3 separate regions of the Pan troglodytes genome follow, and all the other regions are linked to region 2. Evidence: chromatin contacts called from public HiChIP or PLAC-seq data. All regions are on one chromosome and are shown on one strand. Each heading gives the region's core, a stretch centred on a gene start, on an enhancer-like site or on the middle of the called end of the contact. The rest is flanking DNA. Distances are from core to core; before and after follow the strand shown. Region 1 holds the start of PSMB3 (proteasome 20S subunit beta 3). Region 2 holds the start of PLXDC1 (plexin domain containing 1). Region 3 holds the start of RPL23 (ribosomal protein L23).

Region 1 (3,400 bases), core at 232-2,731, 400 kb before region 2:
CCTGGAGGGCTGCCCGAGGGGCCACCGGGGTCCATCCACTTATTCCTCGGTTGTTAAGCGCCAGACAGGAGAGAACCGCTAGAGAGGAGTGTGCTAAGACCCTATTACCCACTAAAACTCCATTTTCATCTTTTGCGTCCTGGATGACTAGTCTCCACATTCCTGGCCTTTCTGGTTTCTCAGGAGAACCTTCTGACCCAACTCTTCCCACATCGAAAGAGTTTCCTAGTCTTTTGTTCTACTACTAGCCGACATAGAAAGCACCTGTCATGTGCCAGTGTCAAATACTGCGCTAGGAACTGGGAACTCAAGGCACAGGAGCCTGGCTTTTGCGCAGGGCGCTCACAGGCCGGTGGGTGCAAACCCTGAAGGACACACAGCCTGTCCCTTTAGCGCCCATCGCTTCTGGTGTGAGCTCCCGCTAAGGGTGGGTGAGTACTGGGGTGGGCTTCCAGAAGAGGCCTCCTTTGAGCCGAATCTGCAGAGACCAAGTGTCTATGAGAACTGCTTAAGAGTGCTTTGCACATTCTCCTCCACAAAGGTCGAGGCTCCCACTGCGCCTAGGAATGCGCCTCGTCAGGCATTAGGCGCCCCTTGATTTTGTGTTTGCATCTCACGCGGTCCTCTAGCTGACAAGTGCATCAGAAGAGTCACAGTGGCTGTCACGAGCCAGAGACTCGCAGAGGACAGGAACGCGGGAAATCTAGGCAATTACCTCCAGCATATACCAAGAGCTATTGCGAGGATCAGATCCCTTTAAAAATGGTGACGAGACAGGAGAGGGCGGCTCCTCTAGAGCTTTCCGGAACGTCTTTACCTCTGTGCCCTTTATACCTTTTATCTCCCCCAAACAAGGTCCTTAGTCAGTTTCTCCTTCTATTTCCCCATCTTCCTCCCCCACCTCCCTGTGTAGTTCTAGGGGGAAAAATGTGTTGTTTTCCTTTTTTTCTGATGCTTCTTATATTAAATGCGTCTATTTTCCCACTCTCCATTGTCTTGAGGTCTTCCCCCACTCACCCTGCCTAGTTCTCTGTCACGTCCCTTCTTTCCCTGTATCACAACAATGTTCTCCCTTTCTCACCTTTGTTTCTCTTCATACTTGTTTCTCTCTGTGTGTCTCTCTCATTCTCTTCCCTTCCAAATGTAGTATTTGGAGACTGTAATATCGATTGAGGCAGACAATAGAAAACTGTCGAACCTCCACTGTAAATTCATTCTTAATCCTATGAAAAAATGCATCCTGAAACGTGTTGCATGCACAGTGAGACAAAAACCTCTGTCTTTAGGTTTCCTGCGATCTAGCTTGGAGGCGGGTTGGGGGGGTGTGGAGGGAAGTGCTGGAGAAATTATCCCATTATTGACTGAGCAGCAAAGAATTTTCAAGAACAGTGATTCTCCTAGAAAAAGTATTGCTGCTGCCATTTCAATGCAAAATTTGGCTTTTGAGTAAAAGGCTTAGGTTTTTATCTTCCGGGGAGGAAAAAAAACCCCAAAAGACCAAAAAAAAAAAAAAAAAGGTCATAGCGTCCCTGGGTGGGCTCGAACCACCAACCTTTCGGTTAACAGCCGAACGCGCTAACCGATTGCGCCACAGAGACCGAGTCGACCACTGGCGTAGTAGTGAGCCGAGTCAATGGGAGCGAGCCTGGACGGCGCAGACGCCGTAAGAGATGCCGCCATCGGGCGAAATAAGTGGAACCCGGGGGAGAAAGGGAAGGATCCTGATGGGGGAGGGAGGCGAAAGAGCTTGGGAGGAGAGGACGCGGGACGTGCACGCCCTTCCTCCATTGGAACGGCGAGAGGTCGACTCTGGCTATCCTCAGGTTCTACCTCAAACGTGGAGAGGCGCGGAAAGTCCCTTTTTAGGGTGACCTGAGATTGAGGATACGTGAAGTCGGGCCGCAGGAAGTCCGCCAAATCAGAACAAGCTTCGGCTTCCAAACTCCCCTTCACGGCTGAACCCCTGCAGCCGCAAAATACCCGCGACGCCTACACGCGACGCCTTCCCCTTCCCACCTGCATCATTAAATTTCCATTTAATGGGCGCCTCCTATATACTAGGCACTGTTGTGGGCCAGTGAATATTCCGAGCCTACGCAAGCCTGGTACACAGTAAACGCAGGATTTCTGGAGTGAATAAATAAGCTAGCACGACTAATACGACGAACTCATACATCACGTTGATAAGCGTCACGGTGCCCCTTCAGCTGGGGCCGCAGCCTCCTAAACCCAGTTTCACCAGCCCACGTGCGCGCAGGCTCCGCCCCCAGTCCCTGAGGTCCCGAGTCCAGGTCCGCCGAGATCCCACTATGCACCGTGTCGCAAGTCTCTTCCGCAGCCACAGTGACTTTTCACTTCCGCTTTTCCCGCCTCCGTTTTGACTTTGCAACCAAACTACCTGTACTGGTGACCGACAGGGACGTGCGACCAATAGAAAGCCCAGATGTCCAGGAAGAGTCCGCCTATCAGCCAATGAAGAGACAGCAGTGAGAGCGGTTGCGCAGTGAAGGCTAGACCCGGTTTACTGGAATTGCTCTGGCGATCGAGGGGTCCTAGTACACCGCAATCATGGTGAGATGGGGAGTTAAAGCAAAGGGGCATGGGGAAGGATTGAGAAGCGGAGGGGGTCAGGAGAGGCTTGGGGACGAAAAGGGCCTAGGGTCGATGGAAGGAAGCGGTTTCAGTTCGAGGGGAGTGGGCCCCGGTGAGGACCAAGAGGGTGAGTGCGGCTCATTGCCGCCACACAGTGCTCATCCCAGCTGGAGAACCAGGGGTTCAGACGCCTCCGGAATGGAGAACGGGCGTACAGGAGCCTCCGCATCAGGAGCTGGGCCGGGGGCTGTGGCAGCGTTTGACCCCCCGCGCTGACCCCTCCGCTCTGTCTGTCCTAGTCTATTATGTCCTATAACGGAGGGGCCGTCATGGCCATGAAGGGGAAGAACTGTGTGGCCATCGCTGCAGACCGGCGCTTCGGGATCCAGGCCCAGATGGTGACCACGGACTTCCAGAAGATCTTTCCCATGGGTGACCGGCTGTACATCGGTCTGGCCGGGCTCGCCACTGACGTCCAGACAGTGTAAGTTTCAAGGGTCCCCGCCCACACCCAGGCCTCTTCTTGGACCATCCAACCCCGGCGTCTTGACCGGCCAAGGTGTCAGTCATCTACCACACACCACCAGTGAGTTTGAGACTTTGCCGCCTCCAAAAACATGTCCTTCCCTTTCTTTCTTTTTTTTTTTAGACAGGGACTTGCTCTGTCACCCAAGCTGGAGCTCAGTGGCATGATCTCAGCTCACTGCAGCCTCCACCTCCCAGGCTCAAGTGATTCTCGTGCCTCAGCCTCCTAAGTAGCTGGGACTACAGGCGCGCGCCACCATGCCTGGCTAATTTTTGTATTTTT
Region 2 (3,336 bases), core at 149-2,648:
CTCTGCCCACACTTCCCACTGTCAGCTTCCTTCCCGTCCCACCCCCCACATACTCTTCTTCTCAATAGGGACCCAGGTCTGTCTCAGCTACATGCTGGGACCATTAAAGTCAAGAACATTGCCACTGACACTGTGCCTGGTGCCAGCACACCCCTGAGACACAGCAGGTCAACCACAGCACTCACCTCAACAGCGCCTCCCTCACCCCACCTGAGGGGCACCCATGCCAATGATGCACAGGTCTCTATCTTCTTAATCATCTCTGCTGAGGGGCCAGGCTGCAAATTACCCATCTCCCCAACCCCAGAGAAAGTCTAGGTGCTTAGGGGAGAACAGAGACTATGAAAATTATACCATGAGGGATTCCAGGTAGATCTCAGAAAGGACTTCCAGGTGGGAGAGATGAGTTTGGAGAACTGGTAGGGGGGAAGAGGAGTGTGCAGAATGGGACGCCTCCCTCCACCCCCTACCCCAGTGCCCCATCTAGAGCCAGAGTAGCTGAAAGCCAAAGGCTGCCAGGGCAAATGGGAGCAGGTGTGAGGAGGGGGACTCTTGAGGCTGGGGGTGCAGAAGCAGCAAGTTGCTTCTTCCTGGGCCCACTGCCTCTCTACTGACACCAAATAGGCAAGGGAAGGTGACCGAATGGCTGCTGCCTTCCCAGGCAGAGACGCTGTGTCCCCACCATCCCCCTGGCTGCTCCCACCTATCCCTAGCCTGGATCAGCTTTGGGGTCGGGGGTGTGGCAGAGAAGAGGAAAAGAAGGCATGGCTGGGGCAGGGGCCTCCCCAGGCTCCCATCTCATCAGAATTCAGCCTTGCCTGGGGTGATCAGGGGTCCTGATGACTCTCCCGCTGTCCCCTTTCAGAGCCCATGGCCACATAGAGCCCCCTCTCCTAAGGTCCCTCCAGTATCCTTCCAGGAGAGAAGGAGAGGTCCGGGCATCGGTGTCTTCACCGTCACTCACACACCCTATGTGTTTGGGAAAGTGGGGTCCCTATCCACCTGCCCACAGCCCACAGCGCTCCTGGCCTCCTGCGGACAATGCCCCCCTCGCGGACATCGCCAGGCCGTCCACACCTGCCCATGCCCACACCTGCCTGCCCGTCCCTCCCCGCCCCCGGCCCACCCGGGGCGGCTCCCGCCAGTCCTACCTGCTCCGGGCTGGGGGCTCAGCGCCCGGGCAGCCTCCCTGAGCACCAGCACCAGGAGCCAGAGCTCGCCTCGCATGGTGGGTGCCCGGACCTGCCCCCGGCCTGCTTGCTGCCCCGGTCCTGACGAGGGAGGGGGCCCTGGCTCAGGCTGCGGCCGCGCGGTCCCCGGGGCTGGCGGAGGGGCGGGCGGCGAGGAGACGGCGGAGCGCGGGGCCGGGCGAGCCGGCAGAAGCGGCGAGAGCGCGAGCGGAGCGGGAGGCTGCGGCCTCCGGGAGCAGGCGGGGAGCTGGGGGGGCCGCTGGGTCGGTGGGGGTGGGGGGGAGCTGGGGCAGGGGGCGGGGCGGGGGGCGCGGCGTCTTTGGGGGCTCTCCCGGCGCCTGCCCTCAGCCCTACCGGAGCGCTCCCCTAGAGCTCCTGCAGCCGCTCCCAAGGCAAGGGGTGCAGAGTAGGGGACAGGGCGGGAGCCCCTCGGGCTGAGAGAACCCCTAGAAGCATCAGCCGCCCCGCGCTCCTCACTGAGCTCCTGGCTCCCTTTCCCTCCTCCGTTCCGCCGGGAAAGCTGCAGAGAGAAGGCCCGAGGACTGGACCCCTGGAAGGGACAGGCGCCCCATCCCTGGGTCACGGGCCCCTGCCTGTCCCCCGCCCCCAGCTCCTTCAAGCTCTGCGACTTCCTGAGCTGTTCTTCGGAATTCTGTGCGTCTCTGATGCTTTGTCCTCCAGCCCCCACCCCCAGAAATCTCCCCCTGCAGCAAAGACCCCCAGCTTTTCTCCCCAAGAGGGGCCTGAATCCCACCCCCCTTCCATGACTCCACCTTATCCCTCCACCCCCCATTTCCAGCACCGATTTGCCCCCCAAGCCTAGCAGACGTGAGGGTGGAGGGGGCCTGGCTACCCCTTACTCTGCAGCAGTCTGGACCCCTCCCCACGAGTAGGTAACCCAGGCCTCCTGCCTCTCTGGGGTCTCCAGGCCTACTCAGGGCCAGACCCAATCAATCTTCAGAGCCAGCCCCAGACGAGGAAATGGCTCACCCCACCTGCCACCACCTTCTAACAGGCTCTGGGGATAGATAATCTTTTTATTTTTTCTTCCAGGACAGAATAAAAATACCCGCAATGTAGGATATTTAATAGACGGCAAGGAATCAGGTCAGGACACGAAGATGCCTCTTCCCTCCCCTGACCTACTTCGTTCTTGTGACGGCAAGGAGCTGGGGCGCTGGAGAGTGGGAGACGGGGTGAGGGGGCATCCTGGCTTCTAGTGGGCTGGGGCCTAGGGACTAGAAAACCGCGGAGAGGAAGGGTGCGAACGCTGAGCGCCATTGGAGAAATTTTCCAGGAGGAGGGATATGGGTGGGGACAGGAGAAGGTACACTGTGGGCTGGAAGAGACGGATTCCGTGGCACTGAGGTTAAAAAAAAAAAAAGAAAAAAAAAAAAACACCTAAGAAAGGAAACAACTAAAGGCTCTCTAATCTCTTAGAACGCCGGTTCCTCCTTCCGCCGGGCCCAGAGTCCCAGAGACTACCTCCTCCAGCCCTAAACCCAATGTCCCCTTACCGTGGAACAAGGCAAGGCCGGTCTGTAAATTCTTCTTGATGTCTAATTTAAATCCCAACTTGGCGGACTCTCAAACAGAATCAGATAGGCAGCTACCTCCAGCTGCAGCTACTTGCTGCCCTCAAGTGGCCACGTGACGAGCCACAACCCTCTCGTCCTGAGGGTTTCCTCTTTCCCCGGCCTGCCCACCCCCTGTCTCCGACCTCCTGCCTTACTCGAGGTCAAGGTGAGAAGTCTCGGGACGGATTCCAGCTCCAGCCCCGGCGTCTTTGCACATTCCTCCATCTGGGGTACCTCGTGGTCTGTCTTACAAGAAGAGCTCAGGCTGAAACATAAACTTGTAAATAGTAGAAGCAAATGTGTAAATTTTAATGTAAGCCTCTAGAACTTGAGATCGTAATCACCTGCAGGGTGTGTGTGTGTGTGTGTGTGTGTGTGTGTGTGTGTGTGTGTGTGTATGTATTTTGTTAGTTTTTTGAGACAGGTTCTCGCACGTTGCCTAGGCTGGAGTGCAGTGCTGCGATCATCGCTCACTGCAGCTTCCAACTCCCGGACTCAAGCGATGGGGAGCGTATATGAAAACACAGATTTCTGGACTCCACCCTCAAGTTTCTAATTCACTAGGTCTG
Region 3 (3,475 bases), core at 478-2,977, 300 kb before region 2:
AGCTACTCGGGAGGCTGAGGCAGGACAATCTCTTGAGCCTGGGAGGTGGAGGTTGCAGTGAACAGATATGTGCCCCTGCACTCCAGCCTGGGCAACAAGTGAGACTCCATCTCAAAAACAAATAACAATAAAATAAGCAACGGGCAGCTTGTTGTTTTCGTTTTGTAATTTTTTTTTTTTTTTGAGAGCCCAGGAGGCGGAGGTTGCAGTGAGCCAAGATCGTGCCATTGCACTCCAGTATGGGCTGGGCGACAGAGAGAGACTCCATCTCAAAAAACCAAACCAAACAACAAAAAAACAACTAAGGTATGGAAGTGACAAGATGATGGTCCCCCCTCCAACACAATATGAGCAAAAACTTAAGATACTTATCTCACACTGCCTCTCAATGGAAAACAAACTTGAGGCCTTGAAAACTGATCCATTTTCCAATAAAGGAAAGCGTCCCCCCACTACTCATCAGTATTAAGGTGGGCTCAGTGTTTACTCACCCTTTTTTCTGAGCTCTGGTTTGCCTTTCTTGACTGTGGCCATCACCATGTCACCCACACCAGCAGCGGGAAGTCTGTTCAGCCGTCCCTTGATCCCCTTCACGGAGATGATATACAGGTTTTTGGCTCCTACAAAAGAATGTAAATAAAAATAAAAAATGTTGAGGGCCATCCGGCCGTTCCATCAGTATAACATTTCCCAAACACTTCCAAAGCCCCTCCCTCCACTCACTGCCCAAGCAGTTAGTCCGCAAGAACGCCTTGTCACACCACCGATTGAAGCAAACAACACATGTTGCCACTTCACCCAAAAGCGATGTTTTCACTCTCCCCTTTCTTGACGGCTCAATAGGTCATTAGCCACAGGCCCATTGAGTGCTTTTAAAAGGGGGAGTATAGCAACGTGCAAAGACCTCACCTGTGTTGTCAGCACAATTGATTACAGCTCCTACCGGAAGACCCAAGGAAATCCGGAATTTCGCACCAGAGGACCCACCACGTCCTGTGGATATAAAGGGAAGGGAAACAGGATAAAGAGATCACAATCTAGACATGGTTCGGAGTTCCCCCTCATACTCAAGCTGTAATTCACCGCACATGCTTTGATAGACTGTACGCTATAGATTAGCTCGCTCGGATTTTACTTATGCCGTCCCCATGTGCCACCCGATTCTCACGGAAAGTAGCCTATTTCTTACTATTAACACTCTGACATCGAAATTAAGAAACCTAGACGACTCAGCCCTTGCTCTAACTTTCGCAAAACGCAATTACTCCTGCAAGGCATAAAACCGCAGAGGTCGCGCAAACCAGGGCCTAATCCAGTCTAACTTCAACCCCATTACGATAGCCCTATTCGCGGACCGATCTCGCGGTATCCAGACTACATTCACGTCGGGATCCTGCCATCTCAACTCTCCAGCACCCCACTGCCACTTTCGAGGGCCCTGGCAGTGCTCTCGCGGTGGCCTGGCTCTCTCTCTCCGGCCTGAAGGAGAGCAAAGCGCCCCAGCTGCCTAGGGCCACCGCTCCTGACGAATCCGCCAGCCACTGCACGACAGATGGTGGAGGATCCTACAGAAACAAAACCTCACCTCGCTTCGACATCTTGAACGCCGGAAAAAAGAAAAAAGGAAGTTGATTCAAAGGACACTGGGATATGAACTTTAACGCCCCGCCCACCCTCCTCACGTGGCCGGAGCAAAAACCGGCCTCTTCCGCCTCTGGGCGCTGCCTTATTACGTAATAAGTTTACGACGTCGCTTTTAGCCCTCTCTGCGAAGTGGGAGTTGAAGTAGAAGCGCAAGAGATAGGAAATATCTTCTCTACGAGCTTAAGAGTAGTTAGGGACATGGAAACAGTGATTTGTTAACTTGCTCACGACCTCTTTTGACCACTTAATAGTGCCAGGCACTTATCTGCACACTAGAGAATAGGAATTAAAACACGGTTTGTGCCGTGTGGGGGTTCCCCAAGGAACAAAGAAAGTGGGGGAGGGAGGGAGAACAAGCTCTAAACGGTTTCGTTGAATGTAATACAGTTGAGAAGTGCTGCAGATCATTCCATCTATGTGTTCTTGGTATCATACCATTCTGTATTTTACATATGCAGTATTGCTCCATTTATTGACCCGTCCCCCCCACACACACACTTTTTTTTTCTTTTTTTGAGACCGAGTCTCACTCTGTCGCCCAGGCTGGAGTATAGTGGCTAGATCTCAGCTCACTGCAACCTCCGTCTTCCGGGTTCAAGCAATTCTCTGTCTCAGCCTCAGAGTAGCTGAGACCACAGGCGCCCGCCACAACGCTGGGCTAATTTTTGTATTTTTAGTAGAGACGGGGTTTCGCCATGTTATTGGCCAGCCTGGTCTCGAACTTCTGATCTCAAGTGATCTGCCCGCCTTGGTCCCTCAAAGTGCTGGGATTACAGGCGTGAGCCCCCGCGCCAGGCCTAATTGCTCCTTTCACAGCTTCAGCCGCCCCTTATTCTCTGGGTTCTTTCCTTCCCACGATACATTAATTCAAATACTTATTGAGCTCCTACTTTACAGCAGGTTCTGTCCAGGGCGTACAGCGGATTACATCAGAGAACAAAATAGATCAACATTCTTTTCCTTCTGGAGCTTACATTCTGCTGGGGTGCAGGTGGAGGAGGATATTAGACACTAAACAAAAGATGTAATAAATAATTGCAGTATGTAGTATGTTAGATGGGGATATGTATTATAAAAATATAAATAGTATCGCTTCTCGGCCTTTTGGCCAAGATCAAGTGTAAAATATAAATAGTGGCCGGGCCTTGTGGCTCACGCTTGTAATCCCAGCACTTTGGGAGGCCGAGGCGGGTGGATCACGAGGTCAGGAGATCGAGACTAGCCTGGCCAACACAGGGAAACTCCGTCTCTACTAAAAATACAAAAATTAGCTGGGCGTGGTGGCAGGCGCCTGTAATCCCAGCTACTCCGGAGGCTGAGGCAGGAGAATCGCTTGAACCCAGAAGGCAGAGGCGGCAGTGAGCCGAGATCGCGCTACTGCACTCCAGCCTGGGCGACAGAGCTAGACTCCGTCTCAAAAATGTGTATAGATAAATAGCTCTTTGAGGAAGACGCGGTCGTAGGTGTTGTGGATCGCTGATCCGCACGCTCCTGCTACTGACTCACCGCTGTTCGCCCTCGCCGAGGAACCAGTCGCTCAGGAAGCCGCGCAGCAGCCATGGCTTTTAAGGATACCGGAAAAACACCCAGGGAGGCGGAGGTGGCAGTTCACGAATTCGAGTCACTCTAACGAGCCGCATCGTAAAATCCCTGGAGAAGGTGTGTGCTGACTTGATCAGAGGAGCAAAAGAAAATAATCTCAAAGTGAAAGGACCAGTTCGAATGCCTGCCAAGACTTTGAGAATCACTTCAAGAAAAACTTTGTGGTGAAGGTTCTAAGACATGGGATCATTTCCAGATGAGAATCCACAAGTGACTCATTGACTTGCAC

Evidence for each region. HiChIP or PLAC-seq counts read pairs in DNA pulled down with a chosen protein or histone mark.
Region 1: an H3K4me3 HiChIP or PLAC-seq map of stem cell-derived excitatory neurons shows a contact between it and region 2, with 9 times the contacts expected there. The contact joins the promoter of PSMB3 here to the promoter of PLXDC1 in region 2. A contact is called at or near these places in 1 of 7 Hi-C or Micro-C datasets (stem cell-derived neural progenitor cells) and 1 of 1 datasets of contacts at active chromatin or transcription factors (stem cell-derived excitatory neurons).
Region 3: an H3K4me3 HiChIP or PLAC-seq map of stem cell-derived excitatory neurons shows a contact between it and region 2, with 6 times the contacts expected there. The contact joins the promoter of RPL23 here to the promoter of PLXDC1 in region 2.

What each region holds. Positions count from the first base shown.
Region 1 is chr19:29,340,718-29,344,117 of NHGRI_mPanTro3-v2.0_pri, reverse strand. It overlaps PSMB3 (proteasome 20S subunit beta 3), which reads left to right and starts at 1,481. Exons shown (of 6, transcript XM_016931892.3): 1 at 1,481-2,571; 2 at 2,892-3,076. The coding sequence starts at 2,569. TRNAN-GUU (transfer RNA asparagine (anticodon GUU)) reads right to left here and starts at 1,598; the gene lies at 1,525-1,598.
Region 2 is chr19:28,936,651-28,939,986 of NHGRI_mPanTro3-v2.0_pri, reverse strand. PLXDC1 (plexin domain containing 1) reads right to left here and starts at 1,398. Exons shown (of 14, transcript XM_016930789.4): 1 at 1,152-1,398. The coding sequence starts at 1,227. The region is part of intron 7 of ARL5C (ADP ribosylation factor like GTPase 5C); the gene reads right to left.
Region 3 is chr19:29,236,731-29,240,205 of NHGRI_mPanTro3-v2.0_pri, reverse strand. It overlaps RPL23 (ribosomal protein L23), which reads right to left and starts at 1,727. Exons shown (of 5, transcript XM_511444.7): 1 at 1,586-1,727; 2 at 910-993; 3 at 492-620. The coding sequence starts at 1,598. LOC112206164 (small nucleolar RNA SNORA21) reads right to left here and starts at 882; the gene lies at 751-882. It also overlaps the pseudogene LOC129137762.